Regions from separate parts of the Mus musculus genome. Here region 2 is linked to region 1. A link is a contact called in public Hi-C data. All regions are on one chromosome and are shown on one strand. Each heading gives the region's core, a stretch centred on a gene start, on an enhancer-like site or on the middle of the called end of the contact. The rest is flanking DNA. Distances are from core to core; before and after follow the strand shown. Region 1 holds the start of Slc24a4 (solute carrier family 24 (sodium/potassium/calcium exchanger), member 4). Region 2 overlaps Slc24a4 (solute carrier family 24 (sodium/potassium/calcium exchanger), member 4).

The links. Hi-C and Micro-C count contacts between places; a contact is called where the count stands out from the background.
Region 2: a contact with region 1 is called in a Hi-C map of olfactory sensory neurons, with 2.4 times the contacts expected there. The contact joins the enhancer-like site here to the promoter of Slc24a4 in region 1. A contact is called at or near these places in 5 of 39 promoter capture datasets (the 3T3-L1 cell line, embryonic stem cells, hippocampal neurons and 1 more), 1 of 15 datasets of contacts at CTCF or cohesin (pro-B cells), 9 of 484 Hi-C or Micro-C datasets (the HL-1 cell line, bone marrow-derived macrophages, cerebral cortex and 5 more), 2 of 115 datasets of contacts at active chromatin or transcription factors (embryonic stem cells and neural progenitor cells) and 4 of 9 other capture datasets (adipose tissue, liver, macrophages and 1 more).

What each region holds. Positions count from the first base shown.
Region 1 is chr12:102,124,503-102,131,117 of GRCm38.p6, forward strand. It overlaps Slc24a4 (solute carrier family 24 (sodium/potassium/calcium exchanger), member 4), which reads left to right and starts at 4,225. Exons shown (of 17, transcript NM_001362345.1): 1 at 4,225-5,017. The coding sequence starts at 4,888.
Region 2 is chr12:102,173,369-102,180,245 of GRCm38.p6, forward strand. The region is part of intron 2 of Slc24a4 (solute carrier family 24 (sodium/potassium/calcium exchanger), member 4); the gene reads left to right. Among named protein-coding and RNA genes, the nearest start is that of Slc24a4, 48 kb to the left of the region's middle. Within about 2 kb of position 4,658, at least 2 of the 459 cell types and tissues checked have an H3K27ac peak or open chromatin away from gene starts, as enhancers often do. A contact at or near this core is called in olfactory sensory neurons, where this site is marked.

The DNA of each region.
Region 1 (6,615 bases), core at 2,975-5,474:
AAGCCTTGAAGATATGGGCACAGGGGAAAAATTCCTGAACAGAACAGCAATGGCTTGTGCTGTAAGATCGAGAATTGACAAATGGGACCTAATGAAACTCCAAAGTTTCTGCAAGGCAAAAGACACCGTCAATAAGACAAAAAGACCACCAACAGATTGGGAAAGGATCTTTACCTATCCTAAATCAGATAGGGGACTAATATCCAACATATATAAAGAACTCAAGAAGGTGGACTTCAGAAAATCAAATAACCCCATTAAAAAATGGGGCTCAGAACTGAACAAAGAATTCTCACCTGAGGAATACCGAATGGCAGAGAAGCACTTGAAAAAATGTTCAACATCCTTAATCATCAGGGAAATGCAAATCAAAACAACCCTGAGATTCCACCTCACACCAGTCAGAATGGCTAAGATCAAAAATTCAGGTGACAGCAGATGCTGGCGTGGATGTGGAGAAAGAGGAACACTCCTCCATTGTTGGTGGGAGTGCAGGCTTGTACAACCACTCTGGAAATCAGTCTGGCGGTTCCTCAGAAAACTGGACATAGTACTACCGGAGGATCCAGCAATACCTCTCCTGGGCATATATCCAGAAGATGCCCCAACAGGTAAGAAGGACACATGCTCCACTATGTTCATAGCAGCCTTATTTATAATAGCCAGAAGCTGGAAAGAACCTAGATGCCCCTCAACAGAGGAATGGATACAGAAAATGTGGTACATCTACACAATGGAGTACTACTCAGCTATTAAAAAGAATGAATTTATGAAATTCCTAGCCAAATGGATGGACCTGGAGGGCATCATCCTGAGTGAGGTAACACATTCACAAAGAAACTCACACAATATGTATTCACTGATAAGTGGATATTAGCCCCAAACCTAGGAAACCCAAGATATAAGATATAATTTGCTAAACACATGAAACTCAAGAAGAATGAAGACTGAAGTGTGGACACTATGCCCCTCCTTAGATTTGGGAACAAAACACCCATGGAAGGAGTTACAGAGACAAAGTTTGGAGCTGAGATGAAAGGATGGACCATGTAGAGACTGCCATATCCAGGGATCCACCCCATAATCAGCATCCAAACGCTGACACCATTGCATACACTAGCAAGATTTTATTGAAAGGACCCAGATGTAGCTGTCTCTTGTGAGACTATGCCGGGGCCTAGCAAACACAGAAGTGGATCCTCACAGTCAGCTAATGGATGGATCATAGGGCTCCCAAGGGAGGAGCTAGAGAAAGTAGCCAAGGAGCTAAAGGGATCTGCAACCCTATAGGTGGAACAACATTATGAACTAACCAGTACCCCGGAGCTCTTGACTCTAGCTGCATATATATCAAAAGATGGCCTAGTCGGCCATCACTGGAAAGAGAGGCCCATTGGACTTGCAAACTTTATATGCCCCAGTACAGGGGAACACCAGGGCCAAAAAGGGGGAGTGGGTGGGCAGGGGAGTGGGGGTGGGTGGATATGGGGGACTTTTGGTATAGCATTGGAAATGTAAATGAGTTAAATACCTAATAAAAAATGGAAAAAAAAAAAAAAAGAAAAATGTCAAAGAGAAGTGTTCTATTATGGGCTGCCTGTTTCCAGGTGGAAACTAACAACTCCTTTGACCTGATCTGGACTCAAAACTTTCTGTTTTCATTAGTCCTGTGTGAAAAAGATGCTAGGTGTAATTCTTTATTTACTTGTTTCTATACCAGGTATAGGTGTGGTATCTGTCAACTCTTTTTCCTCTGTCTTAAATTGGGTGTCAAGGGCCCTTGCTAAGCAGTTTTCCCAGTATCATATTTAATAGTTTTTTCTTTCCCTTCTTTGTTGATAAACTCATCCTTGTCTAGTGTAGTCAACGAAGGGAATTGTATGTATGTTGTAATTTTTCAAACGCCAGTGTGCATGTTTGGTAGCCAGTACCAAACCGGAGGATAATGAGTTGGAGAGACATGCTACAGACCAGACGGAACCCCAGATTGTTCTACACAGGGCCCTCCTAGGGCTTTCCATGCGGTTGGGTTTACATCCATGCCCTCAGTATCTTTGTGATGTCTGTCATATTGATAAGTTATCCTATGCTGTTTGAGTTGTCTGAGAAGTTGGAGATGCTGCTGTGATTCCCGACTTCAGAACCAACCATGTTTCTATCTCAAGATCCCTTATCTGGGAAAGGGATGATCTCATCCAACTCTGTGATGGGTGGGGGCTGAGGGTGGGGAGAACAAGAGCAACATGCCCAAGAATAAAGCCATTGTGTCCTTGAGAGCCGAGGAAGGTCACCCCTTTCCAACTGATGGTAGTGCTATTTATCCCGTAATATAAAAATGCCTGCAGCGGGTACCAAGATCAGAAAGCTCAGCCATGAGGAGACAGTTCAACTGAGAACTGCAGTTGACTGCCTCAACTCGCCCAATTGTAACTGTTTCCAGTTTATAAATCTCAGATTTGGCCATGTTTTGCTATTTATCTACCTGCCCACTTTGCCTGCCTGCCTGTTCTTTTACTTTTTTCTTTTTCTTTTTCTTTTTTTTTTCCTATACTTAATAAACTCACCTATTCTACGGACCATACTGAACAGTATAGAAATGAAGATGCTGGGGCTGGAGAGATGGCTCAGAGGTTAAGAGCACTGGCTGCTCTTCCAGAGGTCCTGAGTTCAATTCCCAGCAACCACATGGTGGCTCACAACCATCTGTAATGAGATCTGACGTCCTCTTCTGGAGTGTCTGAAGACAGCAACAGTGTACTCACATACATAAAATAAATAAATCTTAAAAAAAAAAAAAGAAATGAAGATGCTGCAAACAATGGCACCCCACCCCGCCCCCACCCCAGCTTTCTGGGCACTTCTTACCTGTGTCCCTCTGCTTGCCTAAGAAGTACAAAGGAACCTTGCTGGTAGTGGCCAGCTAGAGGAGGCATTTGGGACAGTCCCCAGAAGGGAAGTCCTCACACTTGACTATGCTCAAGATCTCTAGGGAATCTGGTTAAAAATGCACATTTTAGCTCAGTAGGTCTAAGAGTAGATTTAAATGTGCAACCTGCCTGTCTCCTATACTCCCAGGCAATGACTTGGCTGCTGTGGACCACCCCGTAGCCTAATGAGCAGCAAGGGAATGTTTGGCGCTCAGAGCAAAACACTTTGAGAATCCCACTTAGCATCTGAGGGACAGGCCCCCCTTTAGTTCAGGGTTCCTTGAAAGCAGACATTGGGTCTTAATACACGTTGTTGTTGTTGTTGTTGTTGTTGTTGTTGTTTTGTTTCTTGGCTGGATGGCACTTGGCACAGAGCTCACAAATGGCGGGTATGTATTTATTTAATTAAACACAGTTGGCTTTGATCCAAAAATGGTTTTAAGAGGAGTTAACCCCTAAATCAGCACAGGATAGAAAACCGACAGGGAAGTCTGAGTTAGAGATCCTTCCTGATAGAGGTCCCCTCCACTTATTTGCGTCTGGATGACACCTCCACTGCTCTTCGGAAATTTCACTGCGCCCACATTTTAAAAGCGGCTTACACTAGAGAGCCGAAAGTAAGAGAGGTGGAAAAACAAACCCAAACCAGAAAGCCTTGCGAAGCTGTGAGGTTGCAAAACATCAAAAGCTCCCAACTGTTGGCAGCAGAGCCGCAGAACTGCGGGGTTTCTCCCTCTGTCAGATTACCAGCATTTCGTAGGTCGGTGTTGCGCCCCCGCCACACAGGTCCCTAGGTTACCCAGAGAGCCTGGCAGGAACTGGTCCCGGCGGGCGTCGGTTGGCTTGGTGCAAGCCTGTTTCTTAGCACTGAGCTAGCAATTAAGCTACTTGTGCATTGGAGACCTCCGGGTGGTAGTGGTGACCGCCTTGGGTCGCTGCGGGGGGTAGGGGGTCTCGGGGAGCCAGGACCCGTGTGAGAGCCCTACAGAAACCCTGGTTCTGAGAGTCCTTGGTGATGCCATAACCTGTTCCACCTTATAGCAATCACAAGAAGCTGAGGACTCATTTTGGCTCCGTAGGGTTAGAGAGAGAGAGAGGAAGGGGTTTGGAGGGAGGCAAGGAAAGGGGATTATATTGGTCAGTAGTTGAGCCTCTCTTGGGGGAAGGGAGAAGCGCACTGGGCGAGCGCCCTAGGGGAGGTGTACACGTGCAGGGGAGGGGGGGGGGATGAGAGGCGGGCAGGCGGGAGGGGAGGAGTAGGGAGGCGAGAGCAGCTTGCGGGAGGCGCCACGGCCTCGCAGACACAGGCTCTGGCCGCCTAAGAGCCAGAGAGAAAGTTCCCGGGACAGTTCGCCCGCGGGAGGGCCCAAACTGCGGCCACTGGCCGAGAGGGTCTTGAGTTCTGAGAGTGCTGCGCGCGGTCCTTCTGCACGCACTTAGCTGCCAGGGCCCTGCTTTCCGAGAGAAGCAGAGGAGCCTCGCAGGCGGGCAGCCGGGGCGGCCGGGGCTAAACTTGGACGAGGAGGATGCTGCGAGTGGGCGCGGCGGCGCGGGGCGCGGGGGCGCTCGCCAAGCACTGATTGCTCCCGGCGGACTCCGAGCGCGCTGAAGAGCAGTGGGCAGGTAGCGGCTCCAAGCGCCCGGACTGCGCCAAGCCGACAAGCAGGGCCGCCAGCGCCACCGTGCAGGCGTCGTCTCCTCGCCACGGAGTCATGGTGCGAGCAGCGCGCACGCCCCGCGCGGAACTCTGAGCTCCGGCCGTGCATTGCTCCCCCTCCTCTGGTATTCCCATCCGATCTCCCCGTGACTGCCTTGTTCGCGGACCATGAAGCTATCTCCCAGAGCCCCTTGCCTCTGAGCTACGCATCGCCCCGCTGCAGCCCCAACGCCGCTGGGCCACAGACAGCGCTCCAACCCTTGAAGCTCGGGATCTTCTTCCAGGGGCGCGGGGCGTACGGAGATGGCTCTCCGTGGACTCATCCGGCAGAGCAAAGTTCGCCGGAGGCGAGAGATGCTGCCGCAGCAAGTTGGCTTCGTGTGCGCTGTGCTGGCCCTGGTGTGCTGTGCCTCCGGCCTCTTTGGAAGCTTGGGTAGGTGTGGGAAAGGATGTTTTCCGCTGGAGGAGTTGGGGGGCTTGAGCTCTGACAGCTCCAGCTTCTTCTCTGTCAGATTGGTCCCCAGGGTTTTCCCTTCCCGCTCAGCGGGCAGTGCTCACCCAGGAGTGCTGAGCCTCGAGCTGGACTGTGGCGACGTTCTGCCGAACTGCTCAAGCTCCCTGGGGGTTCCGGACGTAGTTGTAGGTGTGCTATTGGGATCAAAGCCTGCACCACCTCTGTCCCTGGAGTGTGCGGGTAATGGGCAACTCATGGCAGCCCAGGGGTAGAGTCTCCCGCTTTAGGATGTGTGAAACTGAGCAGCCCCCTTTTCTGTTCTGCAAAGCTGTGCTCCATCCCTCAGAGACCCAAATTCTCAGGCTTAGTCTCTGCTCTCCTCCTTGCACCTGCTCTGATCCAAATGCTTGGTCTTCCCCAAACCTAAACGGAGCGGGGGCAGTCTGTCCCCGTGGGAGATTGCTGCCATGTTCCAGCATCCCTTCACTCAACTCTGCTTAATCCCCACGGAGAGGGAGGGCTGGCGTGCATAGCCATGATCCACGCTCCTCCAAGCAGAAGGCGACCTGGGAGTCTGTTAAGACATGCAAATTTCAGACGGAGTGGGGAAAGAGAAGAAACTTATGAAATATTTATTTCGGGGTGATTTGGGCTCGTGTTTAGCCTTTAAAGAATGTTTAGTGCCTAGATATTTCAGAACTAGTGCTGTTAACATTTGGGGTGACACCCCCCCCCCCCGTGAAATAAATGTTGTTAACCTAGCCAGAGGCACAGGAGGAGGGCATCTTTTTTGAGTGGTTAGTGAGGCCATTAACATAGTATCTTGGGATCATTAAGAGATCGGTACAGCGACGTTAAAAACAAGTGAAACCTGGTTAAATTTTTAAACAGAAAAAGAGACATCACTCTCTTTCAATACCCAGACTGTGATTTGGGGGGGTAGAAGGCTAGAGAGTGGCTCGTTTCTAAAGAAGTCCAGAAAGTTTATTTCTAACACCTTCATACCCAATGCTTTGCAATTGGACAATTAAACACAAGAAACGACAAAATGTCTAGAGGAGCTGCGAGAGTTAGGCGTTCTGGAGGATGTATCGCTACCTAGCTGAAACATCTGGACAGGTAAAGAGTTGAGGTGTAGTCTGAAAGCCAGAGCTATTTTTATGTGCTAGATCAGGAGTTAGCTTCCCGTGCTACCATCTCTGTTCAGGGGCATCCATGCCTTCTCTGATATGGCTCTGTGTGACCCCTTGGACCATAGCATGATGACCCGGGAGCTTGATACTATAGACTCTCAATCTCTGCCTTGGACCTACTGAATCAGAGTTCCATTTCGAGCAGATCCCTGGGTGATGTGTTTACACACGGAGCCATGTACCATCAGCTGGCTGAGCACACACATTTAAGCATCCAATTGTGGGGACCACCTGAGCAAGTTCACTGAGAAAGTATTTAGTGCTCCTAATGTAATCTTTTGTTGTGTGGAGGTGGAGAGGTGGAGGGAGCTGAGACCAGCTCAATCTCGTCCAAGGTCGGATCACAAAGTGACCCATGTGAGACTAGAAACACAGGATTAGATG
Region 2 (6,877 bases), core at 3,408-5,907, 49 kb after region 1:
ATCTAGGTACAGAGTAAGTGAGCCACATTAGGCAGGCTCATCCCTCACCTCCATACCCCAGACCCAATTAGAACAGCAAGGTGCCAGGGTGTGACCTTTGACCTTTACCAGCTGCTCCCATGGGTCTCTGAAGCTAGAATTGAGTTTGACCCTCCAGAGAGGATAGCGCATGGGCATCCCCTACTGGACACAGAGAACCCCGGACTTGGTCCCTAAAGTGTCTGAGAGGTGATGGGGAGCTATCATCAACCACACTGTACGTGTAAATGTGTGTGGTGATCCTGTTGAGGGGTGCAGGGGTGGGCATGGCAGCACCCTACAATCGAAGTGTCTCTGGGTGAGGATTCTGCAGAGGAAAGTACCAGGCTTCCAAAGTGAAGTTTCCAACACAATTAGACCACCCCCTCTGGATCAGTCAGTTTCCATTGCTGTAATAAAAGACTGACCAGGATCAACTTATAGAAGATAGTCTTTATTTTGGCTTACAGTTCCAGAGGGGGAATCCATGACATCAGGGGAAGCACATGACAGTGGTGAGCTGGAGCAGGAAGCTGAGCGAGCAGGAAGTAGAGTGGCTATAGACTTTCAAAGGCTGCCTCAGTGTTGTACTTCCTTCAACAAATGCATACTTCCTTTTTAAAAAATTTATAATGTTTATTTTTTTAATTGGGTATTTATTTCATCTACATTTCCAATGCTATCCCAAAAGTCCCCCACATGCTCCCCCACCCACCCACTCCCACTTCTTGGCCCTGGCGTTCCCCTGTACTGAGGCATATAACGTTTGCACGACCAATGGGCCTCTCTTTCCACTGATGGCCGACTAGGCCATCTTCTGATTCATATGCAGCTAGAGACACGAGCTCGGGGGGTGGGGTGGGGTTACTGGTTAGTTCATATTGTTGTTCCACCTATAGGATTGCAGATACCTTTAGCTCCTTGGGTACTTTCTTTAGCTCCTCCACTGGGGGCCGTGTGATCCATCCAATAGCCGACTGTGAGCATCCACTTCTGTTTGCTAGGCCCCGGCATAGTCTCACAAAAGGAAGCTCTATCTGGGTCCTTTCAGCAAAATCTTGCTAGTGGATGCAAGGTGTCAGCGTTTGGAAGGTGATTATGGAATGGATCCCCGGATATGGCAGTCTCTGGATGGTCCATCCTTTCGTCACAGCTCCAAACTTTGTCTCTGTAACTCCTTCCATGGGTGTTTTGTTCCCAATTCTAAGAAGGGTCAAAGTGTCCACACTTTGGTCTTCGTTCTTCTTGAGTTTCATGCGTTTAGCAAATTGTATCTTATAACTTGGGTATTCTAAGTTTCTGGGCTAATATCCACTTATCAGTGAGTACATATTGTGTGAGTTCTTTTGTGATTGGGTTACCTCACTCAGGATGATGCCCTCCAGGTCCATCCATTTGCAATGCATACTTCCTAAAGGTTCCATAACCTCCCCAAACAATGGCCAACAAACAACTGGGGACCCCACGCCTGCACCTATGTGAGACCACTATCTCATCCATTACGCTGTTAAACCCAACAGTCAGCTTGTGGCCAGTCTCTGATGGCTTCTCCCTTCGTTTTCCTCTTCCTTTGTTGCTCAGTGAAAAATCCCACAAGGCAGTTCTCCTTGCCAACGCAATACCAGACTATTGCTGTAACCACCATGCCTGCACACTCTTCTCACACCTGGGAAATCTCTTTATTCAAACCAAACCCTGGCTCATTCAAACCAAATGCTGCCTTGGAGAGGGGGGCCTCCAAGCCCTAGAGCAGAGAGAGTACACCCTCGGAGTCCTACACTTTGCTTGCTCTCAGGTCTGGTCCTAGAGACTGGAGCTGTTTGGTGGATCATTGTGAGTGTGAGCCTACCAGCACCCCACACGACCACCAACTCAATGAAGCTCTGCAGAGGAAGGAAGGAGCCTCCCTTCTCCTGTGTGAGGAGCCTCAGAGGTGGTGAGCTGCCACCTAACCAAGAGGATAAAGCCCCAGCTTGTCCTGAGGCGTTGGGCAACCAGGCCAAGATGGACTTCAAGATCACCTTGCAGTACCCACCTGTCTTAGTCAGGGTTTCTATTCCTGCACAAACATCATGACCAAGAAGCAAGTTGGGGAGGAAAGGGTTTATTCGGCTTACACTTCCACACTGCTGTTCATCACCAAGGAAGTCAGGACTGGAACTCAAGCAGGTCAGGAGGCAGGAGCTGATGCAGAGGCCATGGAGGGATGTTCTTTACTGGCTTGCCTCCCCTGGCTTGCTCAGCCTGCTCTCTTATAGAACCCAAGACTACCAGCCCAGGGATGGCACCACCCACAAGGGGCCTTTCCCCCTTGATCACTAATTGAGAAAATGCCTTAGAGTTGGATCTCATGGAGGCATTTCCTCAACTGAAGCTCCTTTCTCTGTGATAACCCCAGCTGTGTCAAGTTGACACAAAACTAGCCAGTACACCACCTCTGTCTGGCCATCCGTCTGTGAACAGTCAGTTCGTAGAAAGTTGGCGGAAACAGGAGAGTTGATCTGTGGCTATGGAAGCCACCCTGTGGGTGTCAGTAGGGTGGGCTGAGCGCCTTGTCCACACTGTGTAGAGGTTCTGGGGAAGTTAAACAAGATTCTTCAGATGGAGCAACGTGCCTTCCCCAGTAGTTCCCCTGTATGCCTTCCCTTTTCTCAGATCCCCCCATCCATTTTTGACATTTTCCCACTAGGGTCAGCCATTATGACCTGGGCCTGAATTCGAAATTGTGTTCTTAGTATATTGAACCTCAAAAACCAGGATGGTTTAGCACGCTGTTACACAATTGGAGTTAGGGGACCTTTAAAGGGTGGGCGTGATGCTTTGCGATTTGCTTGCTTGACCTATTTTTGTTAATAGGTCTTTAATTCTCTTTAAATTTGCCCCATCCTCGGGTTTTATTAAATTCCGGAATGCACATGTATTTTTGAGTCCTCCAGGGTAACAAAATGTCAACAGATTAAAGAGTACATTTTTTTTTCATTGCCTGCAGCTTTCTGGAGTAGAACACCAACCTAAATCTCATTAGAAAGGAGGCTTGCCCCCCGCCAGTCTTACCGCCCAAACTCCTGATTATAAGACTGGGAAAACCCAAGAAATGAAACCAAAAATTAGGTTCCCCTCCAACAGTTCCAGCGTTTACCAAATTCTTCTCTAGGGATTGGGCTTAACAGAATGAGGTGATTTTAACCCTACGTTCCTCCGAGAAAGCTGTAACATCTAGGATTATGCTCATTGGGTGCATGGTTCGGAGCTAGTTTGGAGGAGACGCCAATTTAGACCCACTAGAGTGTTCCCAGTTTAAAACAAAAGTGTCAGGGAGGGCTTGTCAGTCCTGCACGTTGCTTGTGGGAATGTAACATGGTGCTGCCATTGTGGAGAGCACCATGGTGGGCTCTGGGTGGGCTAAACAGGGACCACATGGCCCAGAGTCCCTCTCCCAGCCTTCCACTTGGAATAATCACATGCAGATACCCAAGCCGAAAAAATGGCTGGCAAATATTTATAGCAGTGGTACTCAAGATAGACAAAAAGTAGAAATAATACAGATGTTCATCAGCTAAGAAATGAATGGATAAAGTGTGGTATATCCATAAAATGAAATATTACTTATTAATTACAAGGAACAGGGCACTGATTATCTCAATAATATCAATTGAGATGGAAAACACTTGTTCTGGGAGAAAAAGCCAGATATTAAAAACAACAACAACAACAACAAAAAAAAAAAAACAGAGGGAATAATTTCATTTATAGGAAATGATTTGAATAGCCAGAGTCATAGGCTAGTGGTTGTCAAGGGCTATGCTTGTGGTGGGGTGGGTGGGAGGAATAACTAGGTAATGGATACAGAGAATTAGCATGGAGAAAGTTTTTCACTACTAGATGATGTGTCTGCAAACCATCATGGCCATTAAATATCACTGAACATATGGCTTGTGAGTATGGTTGCATGAATTAGGAATCATGAATTGGAATGAATGACTTTTTAAAAAGAGAGTATATGAAGTTGATAGGAAAAAATGGTGGTGGGGGTGAGGAAGGGAGGGGCTGGAGGGGAGGGGGTAGGTGGTGGATCAAAACACATTATACACATGTATGAGAGCCCCAAAAACAAAAACATTCATCAGAAAATACAAAAGGGCTGGAGGGGGTGGAGCTCAGTGGCACAGCAATGTGCTTAGCCCGCACAAGACCCTGGGTTCAGTCCCCAGCCCACACACGAACTCAACACACACATACACGTACGTGCTGGATACCCACAATGCAGGTACGCACACCTGCAGGCAGGCAGAGAATGTGGGCTCTCACACTCAATACACATCTATGATCCTTTCTGTTATTGCAAACAAAAGGTTCAGGTCTTCTTTGGCAAGCTAGTAGCTTGCAGGGCACAACAGAGTGGCAGAAGGGAGATTCGGGCGAGGGAGACATGGTTCAGTCCTGGCTCCTCTATGCGGTGTGTTGTTAGATGTGTTGCGAGTTTTCCTCACGTGATGCATGGAGTGGCCCACAGGACCCAGTGCACAGGGTTGCTGGGGACATAGCGCTGTCTACGAAGAGCAGCTTTGTGCCCCACATTGTAGTTACGTCTTCTATATGAGTGGGAACCACTCCAGTAGGTCCCTGACTCTTGCATGAAGGATCTCAAGAGTGACAGTGCACTCAGCACTCCCAGCCAGTGGCTCTCAGGCTCCAGAGCAGTGTGAAGGGCAGGTGTCCAAGCAGAATTCATTTAGCATGTGGGGTATACATGTGTAAGTATGTATAAGGTGCCTGTGTGCTCCTTACACAGCAAGCTCATGTGTTTGTGTGTGCGTGTGTGGAACCTGTCACTCTCCCTCCTATTTTTTGAGACAGGGTTTCTCACTGAACCTGTAACTTGCTATGTTGGCTAAGCTAGCTGGCCAGTGAGCCCCCAGGACCCTCTTGTTTCCTCCCCCATGCTGGGATTGCAGGCCCTCATCACCATTCCTAGCTTCTGATATGGATGCCGGGCATCAAACTCAGGTCACCATCCTTGTGCACCAAGCCCTTTATCCAGCAAAGCAGCTCCCCAAGTCCATGCAGGCAAAATTCAGAATGTGCCTGGCTTGCCTCTCTTCTGGGACCTGGCTGCTCTAAGCTGCCCACAGGAGCCTGTGCAAGTTGACCAAGGCTCCCTGAACCCTCTGCTGGTGCTCGGCCAGTTCCTACCTGTCTAGCTCCTTCTGGGAGGCAACACAGGTCACCTGGCCCCAGCTGGGCCACAGATTTTTCCATTGGGGATTATATCCCAGCCCCAGGGCCAACTGTTAAAGCAGATTTAACACAGGTGCCCAGAGATTTTAGGTTCCTGGAATCAGACTCTTAAGTCAGGGGTTCCAAGTGTTCATTCCACAGTGCTTAGAGACACTTGAGGTTTCCGTGCCTGGATGTAGGCAGGGAGGCTTCGGAACAGCCTGCAAGGCACTGGTAGCTCAGACAAAGCTGTATGGCTTAGGTTATCCATAGTGCAATGGCTGGGACCCCTGATCTTTGTGAATCTGTTGCCCAGGAACCTCCCTATGAGGCTCTTACCGTGTGCACCACCTCCATATCACAGAAGCTGGGAAGGGATCAGTCCACTCCATGGATAAGGGCAGTAAAAATCCACAAGAGATGGATGACTGCCTCGTGGTAGAGGATTCAGATTTAGATCTGTTCAGGCCCTGTTGATTTAATCACCCATCGGTAAAATGAGGGAAGGACTCAGAAGGCCACGCCAGACCAAACAGGATAAAAAGATTGTTACTTAGATAAGCCTGGCTTCAGATGTGCCTTTTCTTGCCCGAAAGCTGTGTAGTGAATGCAGTGCTTGTTTGTGGTACTCCTTTGGAGCATCGTGGGGAGGCAGGTAGACTTTCGAACAGACAAATTAAACAGGTCACGCTAAGTATGAAGAACCCAAGGCAAGGGAGACCTGCCTGCTTCCTCACACTGCAGAGCAGATGCCCAACTCTGTTCTGAATTTGAAGCCAGAATCACAGGGAAGGGAGGAGGGAAGGACGTGGAACAGCCTCAGCGAAGGGATGGCTGACTGGACATCCTAGAGTACCAGGAGAGAAGCGTGGCTGTAAAGGCGAGGGGGACTTTTCCACAGAGTCTACTGTTCTGCCTAAGGAATGGGACATATGGGAAACGAGGCCAGGTTCTACTTACTAACCATCTTCCCTATGGCACAGAGGAAGAACCATAGGGCAGTTTCAGCCTGCACTTGTGGTAGAGCAGAATAGCTGTACCTAACGCCAAAGCTTTGAATGTGAGCCTTATGGGAATCCCCATTGCTGTGGCAAACAGGGGTTTCTCAGGGGACAGTTGAGCCTGGCCTTGGGACCAGGTAGGCTGGAGCCCAGCTGCTGAGGCATTTCGTCGTGTGTGAGGTCCTCCTGCAGGGTTGACATAGCAAACCAGCTTTGCATGTCCACGGTAGGAATGTGAGTAAACCATCTATGCGCTCGACGGCCAGCGTTTGGCACTGTTATGGGCAATGCAGCCAGGAGCATCCTTGCACCTGCAGTGCAAGGCATATGCATTATTGAAGGGCATATGCATAATTTCTGCCGGGTAACGGTAGGGTTTATTGGGTTGTGGCCATGCGTCTGCGTCATTCATAGACAGAGCCAAATGGTTTCCAAAGTCCGTCACTTTACGTCCCACCTGGATGTGTAGGCTCTCTGGTTGCTTCCTGTCAACCATCAACAGCTTTGTTCTTGGATCCAATACATTTAAGGTGCATTCCCTAAAGAGTCTAGGTTCTGGGTGACTTCTTAAAGAAAGTTTTACTTTATGTTTTTAATTACGTCTGTGTGGGAGTGGTATGTGCCTGTGGGTTCAGGTGCCA